2 separate regions of the Sus scrofa genome follow, and region 2 is linked to region 1. Evidence: chromatin contacts called from public HiChIP or PLAC-seq data. All regions are on one chromosome and are shown on one strand. Each heading gives the region's core, a stretch centred on a gene start, on an enhancer-like site or on the middle of the called end of the contact. The rest is flanking DNA. Distances are from core to core; before and after follow the strand shown.

Region 1 (7,862 bases), core at 3,027-5,526:
ACAAAGAAAAGAAAGATACAAAAATTCATTTCCTTATAAAAATATCCTCATCTCCCTTTGCTCTTAGAATGGCCCTGCCCATTGTGACGTTAGTTAAGATTCCATCTGCACACTCTTCTGGGACCACTTTCGATTTCTCTTGGCTTCTGTGTTGGAAATGCAGGGAAACACGTCTGGTTCATGAAATTGTTTATTCACTGTTTGAGCCTTTGAGAGGGCTCAAGTGAGGAGATGGCTGAATAGCCTGGGTCAGTCTCAGAAGTTTCCAGAAGCTAGAGGGAGAGAAGGGTCTACCTCCGGGGGCGCCCAGGAGCTGGATCCATTTGAGGTTCTCGAATAATTCTTGTGAGGAAGCTAAGTGGGAAGGAGAATGGGATCAGTGACTGTAGGTTTTGTTTTGTTTTTGCTTTTTAGGGCTGTACCCACGGCATATGGAAGTTCCCAGGCTGGGGTCAAATTGGAGCTGCAGCTGCCAGCCTACACCATCGCCATGGCAACATGGGATCCAAGCCGCGTCTGCGACCTACACCACAGCTCACAGCAAGGCCAGATCCCTAACCCACAGGGCGAGGCCAGGGATGGAACACACATCCTCATGGATACTAGTCAGAGTCATTTCCCCTGTGCCACAATGGGAACTTCAATAACCATAAATTTTTGTTAAAGCTAGTTTCATTCTGTGTAGGATGCCTCTGTGGTGCTGATATAAATTCAGAGCTTGTTTCCCAATGAACAAGTTTGTTGGGTTAATCAGCCTTAGGCTTGGGTTGATAGGAAAACCCCAAACTCTGCTCTTTAAACCTCACCCCCTTCCACTTTCATTTCAGAGAAAAATATAAACTATGCTTGCTAGTAGCCTCTTCTCACTCCACTCACATATGGAGTCCACAGACTCTCAGTAATTTGCTTGTCAGAGAGGAGACCACCACAGGTTTATGGATCCAGCTTAACATTTCAAAGGTGTTTCGCTGTTGATCTAAGAAAGAGCTTTTGAGGTATAGAAGTGACAGTGTAATTCTTGATTGCTCCATAGCAGGGGTCTGCACACTGTAGACCTGCTGTCGATAAAGCTTTCCTGGAACACAGCCATGTACATTTGATTACTTTTCATCTGTGGGAACTTTCTTACTACAAATTGCAGGTGTGAGTAGTTGCAGCAGAGTCTGCAAAGCCTGCAGAGCCTCAAATAGTTACCATCTGGCCCTTCACAGAAAAAATCGCTGACCTCCGCTCTAGTGAATTCTGTTTGTTTCACAGACTTTTTCTGTTTTATAGAAGAAATATTCTAGGGTGGATGATGGGAGCAGGTTTCTTCTGAAGTTTCTGGTTTTGGCAAGTGCTGCTCTCAAGGCAGTGATGCAGTTGTGAACACACATGCTGGGTCTCTCAGGGGCGTCTCGGAGCTGCCGTGCTTCCCTGGGGGGCGGGAGAGGGGTGGGAGACCGTGTAGACCTGTCACCTGTGTGCAGCCACCTCAACAACAGGCTTGAGACACCATCCCTGCCGTCGGGAATGGCTGTGAGATTGACTAGTTCTCGCGGGGAGGGTCAGTGGGAGGGCGACGGGACTGCAGTGGGTGACTGTGGCTGTGTGCTGTGCCTCCAGTGGTGCTGAGGAGGGAAAATGCTCCAAGGACAGCCTCGTTGATGGTCATCTGGAGGCAGGTTTCCACACTTGTTGGCTTAAGTCTTTCCAGGCGGCAGGAATTCTCCAAGTTCATTATCATGACAGACACGTGGGCTAGCCTGGGGAAATTTGGAGAGCTAAATAAATCTAAATTTTTTTATTTTTCTTATTTAGCCACCCCACGGCATATGGAGGTCCCAGGCCGGGGATCAGATTTGGGTTGCCACAGCTGCAGCAGTGCTGGATCCTTAACCCACAGTGCCAGGCTGGGGATTGAACCTGTGTCCCAGCACACCAAAGATGCCAGTGATCCCATTGCATCATAGCAGGAACTCCCAGATCTAAAATTTTATAACCCACCAGGAAGGTGTAGTTTATGGGGGGTGATTTCTTTCTTTCTTTTTTCTTGTCTTTTTAGGGCAACACCCACAGCGTATGGAAGTTCTCAGGCTGAGGGTTGAATTAGAGCTATAGCTGCCGGCCTACGCCACAGCCACAGCAACACCAGAACTTAAACCACAGCTCACAGCAACTCTGGATCCTTAACCCACTCAGCCAAGCCAGGGATGGAACCCGTATCCTCATGGATACTAGTCAGGTTCATTACCGCTGAGCCACGACAGAAACTCCTAGGGGGTGATTTCTGATTAGCGACTTTGGTTTACTAAATTTTAGACATGTTATAACCTTTTATCTCAAACCAACGGTTGTGCTATCATTTAATTTCTTTCTCCCCACCGGTAAATAAATGCCATGGCAAGTTCCAGTAGCAGGTGACATTTTCTATAGTGCTGTAAAGATCACGTCTCTTCATGCATTTGAATGTGCTGTTTATGTTACATGAAGTAAAAAGCTTCTGTAATTTATGTTTGAGCTGTTATTTCTTCTGTTGAAAACACAAATTTCAGGTGAGTAGATTTTAAGGATCTAGTTGTTATTATTGAATGATTCATGAATTGGGCAGCATCTCATCTAGCAAGTAGAGGGGGAACTCCATGGGGCTGCAGAAAGGGAGAGGTTTTCAGAATTCCCGTTGTGGCTCAGCAGGTAAAGAATCTGACTCGTATCCATGAGGAGGCAGGTTCAATCCCTGGCCTCGCTCAGTGGGTTAAGGATCCGTTGTTGCCGTGAGCTATGGTGTAGGTCGCAGACGAGGCTTGGATCCTGAGTGGCTGTGGCCGTAGTGTAGGCCGGCAGCTATAGCTCCAATTTGACCCATAACCTGGGACCTTCCATGTGCCGCATGTGCAGCCCTAAAAAGAAAAACAAAACAAAAAAACAGAGGTTTTCAAAGGGAGGACAAGGAAGACAAAACAGACAAACAGAAAGATGATTTCTAGTATATTCTGTCTTCCCCAGTGGACGGAATTTCTCCAGTGGAGTGTTTCTAGGTCCCCTCATGTAAACCACCCTGTGAGGGGAGAGGTGAGTGTCCTCCCTTTAGGTAAGAAAACAGAAGGTCGGAGGGTTAAGCTGCCCTTGGTCATACAGCGAGGGAGTGCGCTATAGGGGACAGAAGGGGTCCATGTGGCAGGTTACCTCATCTTCCTTGGGGGAAATGGAAAGAAGGACCTCTCACTAGAAAGTTCCACACTGACAGGTTAGGATTGCATTCCTGGGGAAGGTTGTAACAGCAGATTGGTTAGGTATTAAGTCTTGGTTTTAGCACAAGTGTCTCCATTTTGGGACTGCCATTTTTTCTTTCTAACACTTCTTTTTCTTTCTTTTTAGGGCCGAACACACGGCACATGGAAGTTCCCTGGCAAGGAGTCGAGTCGGAGCTGTGGCCACCGGCCTGCACCACAGCCACAGCAATGCCAGGGCCACGCTGCATCTGCGACCCACACCACAACTCACGGCAACGCCGGATCCTTAACCCTGGAGGAGCCAGGGATTGGACCTGTGTCCTCATGGATACTGGTCAGCTTCGTTTCCCCTGGCCCACGACGGGAACTCCCTTTTTTAATGCTTCTGATAGAATTATGGTGTTTCATTTATTTTGAAACAATCAGTACTTAGTAAAGTGTAAGAAGTTAATTTGTGTTCACTGTACGGAAGTGGATGGAGTGGAAAATGCAAGTCTTCCCACCGCTAAACCCAACCCCCCCATCCACTATCCAGATTTAAAATATGAAATTCTTTTTTTTTTTTTTTTTTTTTTTCTGGCTGTGCCCAAGCCATGGGGAAATCCCCAGGCTGGGGATCAAACTGTCCCACGGTGACACGAGCCACAGCGGTGACACGAGCCACAGCAGTGACAACACTGCGTCCTCAACTGCCTGGCCGTCAGGGAATTCCTAAAATACAAAATCTTGGCCACGTGTTCTCTGCGATGATTCGACTGGTTTAGAATTTTCAGCTTCCTGCTTCCCAAGCCGGCTTGGTGTCTAGCATCTCAGGGTGGCCCGCACCTTGTGAGAATTACTGAGTCCTTCTGCCTGGGGTGGGTGAGGGGCAGGGAGCGCAAGCCCCGCGGGGAGAATGAAGACCCAAACGTTGCCCTGTTTGGTCATGTCACATGGTTGAGGTGGCATCCTCGGGCGGTCAGAAGACCAGGGTTGGGAAGCATGTGAGTTGACCCTGGGCTCTGGCTCTCTCCCCTCACCCTTTGACCTGGGACCGCTTGATCCTCTGACCTTCAGTTTTCGTGCCTGTAAAGGGAGGACGCTCACCTCTCCCACACAGGGTGGTTGCAAAGTTTGCATGAGGACACAGCAGTTCTCTGTTGCAGAAATTCAGTCCATTGGGGAAGACAGAATACAGGTTTTATGATGCAAGTGAAGTTGATGCCAGCAGTTAATTGCACAACACGCTGTGTAACGGGGGCAAGAGCAGGGAAGTGGTGTCTGAGCAGGATCCCTGAGGCGGAGTGAGAGTTGGCAAGGGGATCTGGAAGGGCTGGAGGCCTGAGGGTCAAGGACCCACCAGATCAGCGTTCGGCTTTGTGCAGGGAACCTGAGGCCTCACTTTCAGCCAGGTCTCTTGAGCCTCCTTCCAGCCTCTGCCCCTTTGCACGTGCTGGTCCCTCTGCCTAGAAAGCCTTTCTCCTGTTGCCTTCCTGGCAACCACACCACCCTTGAGGCCTCAGCTTCAGTGCCATTTTCTCAGTAAAGTCTTCCCAGGCCACGTTTCCCCACCTCCTATTTCGTCGCTCTGTCCTGGGGTTTTTCTTTTTTTAGTTTTTTAGTCTCTCCATTCTTATAAGAGGCTTCCCTTCCCTTTCCTTTCCTGTCATTTCCACCTTACAATTATGAAGTCATCTTGTGAGCTCTGAGCCAGCTCTGCTTTCCACTCTCTGTCCCATTTCGAATCCAGCATGTGACCCATAAATGCTGAGTGAGTGAATGAGTGCGACTGAATGAATTTCCTGCTCCCCAGTCAGGACCCCAGCTTACCTTTCCAGCCTAATCTCCACACGGCCGCTCTGTAGTAGTTTCCTGTGGCTGCCCTAGCAAATTCCCACGGGAGTTCCCCTCTTGGCTCAGCAGTTAACAAATCTGACTAGGAGCCCTGAGGTTGCGGGTTTGATCCCTGGCCTCGCTCCGTGCGGTAAGGATCCAGCGTTGCCGTGAGCTGTGGTATAGGTTGCAGATGCAGCTCGGATCCCACATGGCTGTGGTGTAGGCCAGTAGCTGAAGCTCCAATTCGACCCCTAGCCTGGAAACTTCCATATGAAGCAGGTACAGCCCTAAAAAGCAAAAAGAAAAAAAGAAAAAGAAATTGCCACAAACTCGGTGACTTAAAACCACAGAGTCATCCTCTCGCATTCCCAAGGCCAGACACTTGAAATCAAGCTCTTGGCTGGACCGTGCTCCCTCTGGAGGCTCTCGGAGAAAGCCTTCCTGCCTCTTCCAGCTTTTGTGACTCCAGGTGGCCCTGGCTTGTGGCTGCATCTCTGCAGTCTCTGCCTCCGCCTTCTCCTCTGTGTGTGGATTGCTATTCTTCTGTCTCTTATAAGGACACTTGCCATTGGATTTAGGGCCCCCACCTGCAGAGACCCCTTTTCCAAATGACCTGCATGCACAGGTTCCAGAGGTTCCAGAGGTGAGGATGCAGGCATACATTTTTGGCAGCATTTCATGCTCCTCGAACCCTTTTCCTCGGCTCAGCATCTCTTAACCAGCACACTCTCCCGCATCCTCTCTGTGTGCCATCATCAGGCCTCTTCCTCCTCTTTCCGTGAACACTGAAAATCTCCCATGGGTCCTCCTGCCCTCTCCCTCCCCGGGAACGGAAGCCTCCAGGCTGCTCACGGTGTGGTTTGCTCGCCTCCTGCGGGAGCTCTTTCCTCTGCCTGCCCTGGGTCCTCTCCTCCCGGACACCTTGTGGGACTGGATGCCGGAGCTGGTGTTCTGGCTTTCTCGTACTCCCTGTTGTGCCAGGGGTGTTAGTGGAGAATCAGGGAAGACTTGTGGATGAGACTAATTGCCTGCAAAATGGGGTCAGAGTTATATTATCAAAATAGGGGCCAATTGTGACCATGCAGCCTTACTTTCTGCTGTAAGCTGTATGTGTGCGTATAGTCAGGGGGTTTACGTTTGGGGAGTGGGCAGGGAGGAGGGGTTAACGCCACCAACCTTTTGGAATCAATGGGGATTTAAGGAGTAGTGGCCAAGCTAGGAACATGCAGGGCCTGCAATCAGCCGACAGCACTGACTGCACTCCAGACTGCACTGACTGGAGGCTGAGAATCAAGGTCCTGACCTTCGTCTGTCTCTCTTGGGGCCACACTGCCTCTTATCTGAACTCCGGGGAAGTGTAAATGTCACAGCAGTGATCTCCTCTTTGAAAGCTTGGGGTGCAGGTAAAACAGTCAGGGCCATTCTCAGTGGCAGGTCTCTGGGCATCTTTTCCATTCTCTCCATCTCACTGCCCACCGGCATCCCCGGCTGCCCCTCTTGGCCCCCCTGCTCCCCCATATCTCAAGCCTCCTCTGATTCCCCCAAGGCTCCAGCTCCAGCCCGACCCTGCCTGGCCTTCAGTTTGAGGGCCTGTCATCAGTCAGCCCCCTTAGCCTTGCCATGTCCCAGGATCCCAGCCCCCAGGTGGACTGATGTTCACCTTGGCCCAGTCCGCGGGGAGCAGGTGAAGGAGGAGCAGAGCACATGTGCAGAGACTGCGGGAGGGTGGGCTCTTGGGGGTTTGGGCGGGAGGCCCTGAGAGGCATTCTGCTCCTGGAAGGTGGTTCCAAGTCACTGAGTTGGTATTTTCTTTTTCAGACTGATCGTGTCCTGCGTTGAAGATGTTTCCAGAACAACAGAAAGAGGTATGTCATCCCAAATCCAAAAATAAATAATCCACGTGCTTTGATTCACTGTAGGTTAGTTCTTCATCCTCTAACCATAAAGTAGAAGAGAATCAAGATACCACAGGATTGTCATGCAAGAGAGCTAATGAAAGACCAAAACAGCCACACTCCTGCACTCACCGGCCCCCACCCCCCCCATATCGCGGCACCTGTGGCCCTTATAGTCTTTGGTTCCAAAGACTGAACGGTCTCTCTGCTGACTATCAGCCACTGCATATGAAAGTGTCTTTTTCTATGACTCAGAATTCTCCCAGGCTCTCCTCCCACTTTGCTTTGAATAGTCTCCTGACCTGCTCTCTTGGTTTTCGGCTGTGTTGCCTCATTCTGAATTCCCCCACCGTTGGTAACAGCCCAGGGGAATTGCCTGCCAGGCTGGCTGCCATTAGTTTCAGTTTTGCCCTGCTTCTTATCTCTTGGCTCCCTGGGCTTGGTTTCACATAATTCAGGGAGGCTCTCCCTTCCCAAACCCACTTGGCCTCAGTTCCCTGAGTTGCCGTCTGACTGGGAGGAGGGTAGGGCCACCTGCATGCCAGTCTTGGGCTCAATGGCCTCCCTCAGAAGTACCCCTGTGTCTCCGCTGCTTATCGCTGTACCACAGACATCATTACTATATGAGCTGAACTAAATAGTACCAGTGCTGGCACATGGACCTTTTTAGGGAGCATTTGTGCATCACCCCCCCCCACCCCGACACACACACCAGTCATACATGCACACGTATTGTCATAGACACAGTCACATGGTCATATAGTTCGCCTTGCCCAAGTTTAAAGAACTAAACAATCCATTTTGGAGAATCCTTCCAGAAACTTCTTTGTTAGATCTCTCATCCTTTCTTTCAGCCCTGTCTTTGGGTTCAGGATCTTCTTAGTAATCCAGCCTACTTCTACTCTTCAGTTCCAGGCTGGGCTCCCCCATTTTCAAAAGC
Region 2 (7,862 bases), core at 2,578-5,077, 180 kb before region 1:
AAGAAAATGAAGGCAAGTTCTAGACTCCAACCTCAGTGAAATGCCTGGGCCATACCACGCTGCCTCCCAGGGCCTGGAACGAAGGAGCTTGCAGATCAGTGTTCTCAAACGCCGGATAATAGTTTGCTTTTCATGGGTCATGAAGTCAATTTATTAGATTACAAACGGCACTTTTTAATTAATGGAAGAAAATAGAACAAAACAAGTAGAAAATATTAGAGTATGTTGCACGTGGTAAGGAAGTACTCTTTAGAAAACATGTTGCAATTACATGTATATATCCACATGTGTTTGGTCTCAATGGCAAATTTATTGCTGGGTGTGGGTTGCTGGCAAACATTTAAAGTCAACAGATTAGATCATCTCCACGTTTCCTGCTGGCTCTAGAATTTTAGCAGTCCTCCAGAAGTCATTTTTGTAGATGGTTTTTCTCTTTTATTATTGTGGAAGATCCTAGAACAAAATTTATTGTTTCCCTATTTATAGCACCCAGCACGGAGCCTTACAGTTACTTCATTCCCAATAAATATTCCTCATACTCCAACACACCCGCAAGAACACACTCCAGGAGTTCCTGTTGTGGTGCAGTGGAAACAAATCCAACGAGTACCCATGAGGATGCAGGTTCGATCCCTGGCCTCACTCAGTGGGTCGGGGGATCCAACGTTGCCATGAGCCGTGGTGTAGGTTGCAGATGCAGCTCGAATTCTGCATTGCTACGGCTGTGGTATAGGCTGGCAGCTGTAGCTCTGATTTGACCCCTGGCCTGGGAACTCCATATGCCATGGGGGTGGCCCTAAAATAAACAAACAAACAAAAGAACATACTCCAACGTGATTGTTGGTGCCATCTTTCAGCACCAACAAAAGCAAAAGTCCCAGGGCTGGGTCATTGTCCGAGTCAGCAGGAAAACAGCCTCTTGAATATCATTGCCTTGCAGCTTGAGAGAATTCCGAGAGCTCAGCAAATGCCACAACCATGCTGGCAGCAGCCTCTGCAGATGCAAACTTTGACACTGAGATGCAATCCTGGTCTTGGGAACAATCTGGCTCAGTTTCTAGAGAGATGAGCATCCTAATAAAGGAAAAAAGAGGAAATAAAAAGAGGAGCAGATACATTCTAGAATTAAAAACAGGCACACACTACACATCAGCAATGACTTCTAGAAGCATGAAACATGATAAGTACTGCCTGCAAATTGCTAAGGAACAGAACAAATATAATTTTATGGATTTTCACTTTGCAATAGCAGGATATAGAAAGCATGAAAGTTAGCATTTTTTTTTTTTTTTTTTTTTTTTTTTTTTTTTTTTGGCCATGCCCATGTAGTGTGGAAGTTCCCAGGCCAAGGACGAACCTGCATCATGGCAGCAACCCAAGCCATTGCAGTGACAATGCTGGATCCTTAACCCATTGCACAACAAGGGAACTCTGAAAGTTAGCAGGTTTTATATCGGAAACTCTAATTAGGGAACTTTTGTTTTCTAGTCCCTCCCCGTCAGGGGTGGGGGAACCTGTACCAGAATTTTTATGTAATCAGGGCTTCATGTAAAAAGCATTCTAAAAGAAAAACATAATTTCCTTTAAAATCACATTTCCTCCCTCAGATAACTCTAATTTTAGTTTAAAAGATGCAAATGGAGAAGGTCCAGTCTTTTATTTTATTTATTTATTTTTTTTGTCTTTTTTTGCTATTTCTTGGGCCGCTCCTGTGGCATATGGAGGTTCCCAGGCTAGGGGTCGAATCGGAGCCATAGCCACCGGCCTACACCAGAGCCACAGCAACGCGGGATCCGAGCCGCGTCTGCGACCTACACCACAGCTCATGGCAACGCTGGATCCCTAACCCACTAAGCAAGGGCAGGGACCGAACCCACAACCTCATGGTTCCTAGTCGGATTCGTTAACCACTGCGCCATGACGGGAACTCCGAATGTCTGGTCTTTTAAAAAAAAACAAGGAAGTGATATTTCTTTTCCAAAATGTAAGAATGGATCAGAAATTAAAACTTTTTTTTTTTGTCTTTTATCTTTTTAGGGGCACATGTGCGGCATATGGAGGTTCCCAGGGTGGGGGTCAAATTGGAGCTGTAGCCGCCAGCCTACACCACAGCCACAGCAACACCGGATCCCCGACCCACTGAGTGAGGCCAGGAATCAAACCTGCAACCTCATCGTTCCTAGTTGGATTCGTTTCCATTGCACCACGATGGAAACTCTGAAAAAACTTATTTTATACTGAAGTCTAAACATAGGCTGTATCAAGGACATGGCTGGTCATGGGATAGGCTAGTCCCCAAAATGAGGTGCTCTGAGATGCTGGGGCCATACCCCACACTCCCCCCACACCCCCACACCCCACGCCACACACAGGTGAGGCCCATCCAAGTAAGAGCAATAAAGTAATAGGGAGTAATTAAAGTAATGCTGAGCGGGGTTGGGGGTTGTCCAGGCAGGTGGGAGAGACCCGTGTAGACATGGCTGGGATGCACCGGCTCAGGGAGACAGTGTTAGGACTTGCGGTCCTGTCCACAGCAAGGCATGTGAAAAGGACACACATGCAGCCAGATCTCGGGGGAGGTGGAACTGCCACAGCTGAAAAGTGGCCCCTCTTTTTTTCTACCCTGTGTCCTTTTTCTTATGTCCCTCAAATCTAGGTATGAATTAAACACGGTCTGTGATGACACTAGACTCCAAACTCCTCAATTCCTAAGAAGAGAACCAGTTTGTCTCTCCCAGGAACACACACCTGCAGTCTGCCCAGGGCGGTTATTTTTGAGTCACTCTCCAGTTGGCTGTGGCTGACCTGGGCACAGAGCCCATACAGCTGCAGCCGGGCTCGGGGCAGGTAAGTTCCCCAAACCTGAGTGACCCCTACAGCTTCAGGAAGTTCGATCTCAGAGGAACAAAGGGACAAATACAGCATGGATTTGGGCACGAGGGAACAATGCAGGGAGCCAGCAAGTAAAACTAGGACACAAGAGGGAGGCTTAATTACAGGAAAAAGCAGTCGGCGAGGGTGGGGCACACAGAGAGGGCAGGACTGGGAATACCACTGGACAGTCACCTCTTGCGGAAACCCAGCCCCAGAGCCCTGCAGAGGGTAGCAAATCAGTAAAGATTGTCTGGCTGTTTAATTATCTCAGCAGCTTATTTCGCTAAGCCAGGTCTGCCTCTGCCTTTAAGGAGGCAGCCTCCTGCATCCGAATCACGTGGGGAGCGTGTTTAAAACACAGATACCAGGCTCCAAAAGAGCCAGAAGGAATCCTGAGCTCTTGGTTTGGGCCCGGGACTCTGCCACCCTGTGGGCTGCTCTGCTGTGGATGTGAGCCAATCTTGATCTACTGAGAGACGGTTGCATCCTGGATTCCGTTTGTCGGGCACTTCAAGTTCAAATGAATTCTTCTCTGGTTGAACAAAATGACCCATCTTCATATAAAGGCACCTGGCATGGATGGTCCACTGTTTAGGGAGATTGATCCATGGCAGAGGTTATCTCGCTCCCTGCCCGCACCCTGAACCGGTTTACCCAGACTCTGTCTTGCACACGGGCCCCAGGTGCAGGGCTGGCAGTCCCAGTTTCTGCCATAATCCCAACCGCAGGCTCTCAGCCCCACCCTCCATCTCTGTGGCTGGTAATTAGGTCCTCGTTTCCAGACCTGACATCTTGGGCCCAACCAGCCCTGTTCCTAATTGTTCCCTGAACGTGCCTGGAGCCAGAGCCGGAAGTGAGCGCTGTGGCTCTGCCAACCTCCAAGTCCCAGCACCCTGGGCTCACCCTGTGGGTCCAGACCACAGGAATGGAAGTGGCCTTCATTTCCCCTTACTAGTTTCTTTTCCTCATTCAGATGCAAATATTTATTGAGCAACCCCTGTATACCAGGCACTGAGTAACCAAAGAGAGAGAGTCCTTGGAATCTCAAGAGTCTCCAATTCTCTAAAACAGTAGTGGTTGGGATTGTTTTTTTCAATTTTCTGTTTTTCATTTTGATGATAATCTTTTTTTAAGAAATTAATAGCCTGCCATATGATTTAGTGTATATTATTTATATTTGTGAATACATTCTTGTCACGTGAACAATGAAGGATCCGACATAATTTGAATCAGTAGTAGCGTGCCAAGTGTTTTGATGTGCAAACTGAAAGCCGCCTTGTAGTAGCCAGAACCACGTTCTCATTCTGTTCTTCGGTTCTATTTTGCACTCTGCTGGCTGGCAGAAGTTCGTTTATTGTGACTGTAGCAGAGAGTGAACAACGGAGGACTTTTCCGTTCCTCCCGGTGGCAGTAATGCATCGAGACACTCACTCAATGCCCATTTCCAGGATGTGGCAGTGCTAACCTTACTTGTGAATGAACGAGACAGTTCCACAGAGGTAGCAAGTGGCATTTCATTAGAATTGGCCCTCCAGGAATGCTTAAGGGTAGAAGTTTAATTAACTATGAGGTCTAATTCTACATGAGCAGATAAGGCCAGGGCATCCTCTGCTTTAGCAGTGAACCCCAAGGCCAAAGCAAATGGAGACCTGGACTTGAGACCACATCCTCCCTTTATAAACCCACCCCAACCGACTCGTTTCAGAACAACCGATTGTTAAATCAAACGACCGTGGCTTATGAATCATACTGATTTTGCAGATTCTTGGGCTTCATTCAGACGTGGACTCTGTTTTTATGATAACGGGCCAAGGGATAGCTAGTACCTGCGGAGAGCTTACTGCCTGCCAGGCCCTGAGCTAAGCTCTTTCCATTGATTCGTTCATTTAATCCTCACCAGAACCCAGATAGGTGCTATTAGGTGCATTTCCCAGCAAGTTAGCTGAGGCGCAGCAACAGTAACTTCCTAAGGTTACATACCAAGGAGGTGGTGGCTCTAGGATGGGAACTAAAGTGGCCCTGGCCCCAGAGCCTGTGTGCTGAACTGCAGCACTGTACTGTTTTATAATTTTACTGTTATGTGTGTATGATGGGACTGGCACAGCATGGTATATACTGTCGACTCTTGAACAACACAGGGGTTGGGGCACCGACCCCCTGCGGAGTTGACAATCCACTTAAAACTGTGCAGTCGGCCCTCCACAGATTCAACCAGCCTCCCATCGCATAGAACGGAGGTAGGTGTTTATGGAGAAGAGCCACATAGTGGACCCGTGCAGTCCACACCCGCGTTGTTCAGCGGTCATCCATACGTATTCCAGGATGCGACAGTGCTAACCTTACATGTGGAAACAGGAATACGGAATTATATAAACACTACGTGCAGAAGTTTACATAGCTTTGTATTTTTACATACTTGGTAATTACAATAACCACCATTTAATCCAATATTCAGCTTGGATTTATTGAGGCATAACTGACATACAATATTATATTGCTTTCAGGTGGAGAACATACGGATTCGTTACATGTATGTAATGTATGCATATTGCATATATTGTGAAATGGTCACCACAATGTCTAGTGAACACAGAATTTCTTTCCTGATTTAAAAAAAACAATGTTCTGGAGTTCCCATCATGGTTCAGTGGAAATGAATCTGACTAGTATCCGTAAGGACACAGGTTCGATTCCTGGCCTCACTCAGTGGGTTAAGGATCCAGTGTTGCAGTGAGCTGTGGTGTAGATTGCAGACAAAGCACGGATCTGGCGTTGCTGTGCTTGTGGTGTAGGCCAGTGGCTACAGTTCCGATTGGACCCCTAGCCTGGGAACCTCCATATGCTGTGGGTTTGGCCCTAAAAAGACAACAACAACAAGTTCTCTGGTCGATTCAAGTGAAAGAAATTCTGGTTTAGTGGTTTCTGCTCAGGGTAGCTGGCCCCCTGCCTAAATCCCAGTGGTGACTTTGCAAGAGGAAGGGGCTCTGATACCCGCTTAGCTCTGCAAGGCTTCCTGTTCTTCCCGCCCCCCTCTCCTCACCCACCAGCCCCAGCGCCACCCCTGGGAGGTCCCGCTATGCACAGACCCTTGAACGCATTCATTTCTCCTGACTCTTAAACATTCCCAGTGCTTAGACTCCTGTGAAGGATTCTGCTGTTAGGTCAGATCTGCCGGTACAGATGGAAGCTGGAGTCACGGATGACTTTACAGTCTTTGAACTCAGTATATTGCTGAGCCCAGCCCACCTCTGCCCCACACTCACGATCTGCAGTCCAGATGCTTCTCCTCTGGCTCAGTCGAAGCTTCAACAGTATATGTCACTTTAGTCCCAAAGTCCCCAGGTCACCAGGGTATTATTACAGAAGTGAATTACACTATTAAAACTGCATCTCAAGGAAGTCGGGAAGATTCAGCAAGAAATGCTTCTGTTCTGCCCGAGGGCCCACGAATAACCATGCTCCCTCTTTGCAATCACAGAAGATGTGACGTATAGTTACAAGTTAATGAAACTGGAGTTCCTGTCGTGGCACAGAGGAATTGAATCCGACTAGGAACCATGAGGTTGCAGGTTCGATCCCTGGCCTCGATCAGTAGGTTAAGGATCCCGTGTTGCCGTGAGCTGTGGTGTAGCCTGCAGACTCTACTTGGATCTGGTGTTGCTGTGGCTGTGGTGTAGGCCGGTGGCTACAGCTCCCATTAGACCCCTGGCCTGGGAACCTCCATATGCTGTGGATGCGGCCCTCAAAAGACAAAAGGCCAAAAAAAAAAAAAAGTTAATGAAACTGATTTTTGCATATGACCTGGGACTGATGGAATTACGGAGCTGAGAGGGTCCTCAGAGTGAGATCATTCGGTTACAAGTTATATACTTGTTTACAAATGTAAGAACTTTTACTAGCAGCCATGGATTCAAGTTTAAGAATTGAAGCTTGGTGATCTCGATGCACTTGGATAGAGTCCTGTCCCTTGTCCAATCCCCAACTTCCTGCGTGATGAGAACTGGGCACAGTAACAGCCAAGTGCCTTCCCAGCCCCTGGGCCCCGGGTCCCTGTGATGGTCCAATGGCCCACCTTCCTGATGGTGGCACAAGAGGTAGCTCCCCAGCAGGCTGGTTTGGAAGTGTACTCCAGAAGCAATTCCTGCAGCCTGGAGCCTGCCGCTTTAGCCTTGCATTGATTTTTATGTTCCTATTTCCATGCATCAAATTCCATTTCTGCTTCAAATGCTCAGAGTGCTTCTTGTTTCCCAACAAGCGCTCTGCCTCAGACATTTGCACTGATTCATGTAACATTAACAGTGCTGTGAGAGAAGTTCTATTATCCCCTGTTTACCACCCGAGGAAACTGAGGCATAAGGAGGCTCATTAACTTCGCAAGCGCCAGAGCCGGGTTTTTGACCCCATCGAGCTCCACAGCCCACGCTCCAGAGGCTGCACTGTCTGCCTCCTCCACGTGCTACTTTAAGTAGCAGGAATTAATGGTGCCTCACTGGACTTAGACTTAATTTCCTGACCTGATGTTATTGCACTCATGATTCAAATTCCCAGAAGAGTCTGATCGGCTCAGTTGGGTTACAGATCCCGCCTCCCACCACCCTTAATTGACAGTTCTATCAAGACTGTGGCGGGGTGGGGGGAGTAGGGTAGTTCCCCCAGAAGAGAAGCTGGCGGCCTTTTCCCGAAGACAGGGGGAAAGAAGCTGGTCACGCCAGAACCACAGGTGTCCACTGCAAGTGCCAAAATGACCTGACTCTGGCCATTATCCAAAATTATGGGAAAATGGACAAATGAAAAATGTCCAGGCAATAAGGGAAAACCTGCCTTTGTTCCAGTCCTTAAAGAGTCCCCCATAGGGACCTTGAAGACTGCTCATGACATGTGAAAACTTTTGGAAAATATCATAGGCGTTGCCTCAAAGCTGCGAGGGAAGGAAGCCAGACATTCTGGAAGGCGCGATGGAAGGGAGAAGACACAAGGCAGGTGACGCT

The links. HiChIP or PLAC-seq counts read pairs in DNA pulled down with a chosen protein or histone mark.
Region 2: an H3K27ac HiChIP or PLAC-seq map of alveolar macrophages shows a contact between it and region 1. The contact joins two enhancer-like sites. A contact is called at or near these places in 1 of 47 Hi-C or Micro-C datasets (liver) and 1 of 2 datasets of contacts at active chromatin or transcription factors (alveolar macrophages).

The regions. Positions count from the first base shown.
Region 1 is chr18:46,092,950-46,100,811 of Sscrofa11.1, reverse strand. SNX10 (sorting nexin-10) reads left to right here. Exons shown (of 7, transcript XM_021079049.1): 2 at 6,846-6,892. The coding sequence starts at 6,869. Among named protein-coding and RNA genes, the nearest start is that of SNX10, 46 kb to the left of the region's middle. Within about 2 kb of position 4,276, at least 8 of the 83 cell types and tissues checked have an H3K27ac peak or open chromatin away from gene starts, as enhancers often do. A contact at or near this core is called in alveolar macrophages, where this site is marked.
Region 2 is chr18:46,276,901-46,284,762 of Sscrofa11.1, reverse strand. No RefSeq gene overlaps it. Among named protein-coding and RNA genes, the nearest start is that of NFE2L3, 31 kb to the right of the region's middle. Within about 2 kb of position 3,827, at least 11 of the 83 cell types and tissues checked have an H3K27ac peak or open chromatin away from gene starts, as enhancers often do. A contact at or near this core is called in alveolar macrophages, where this site is marked.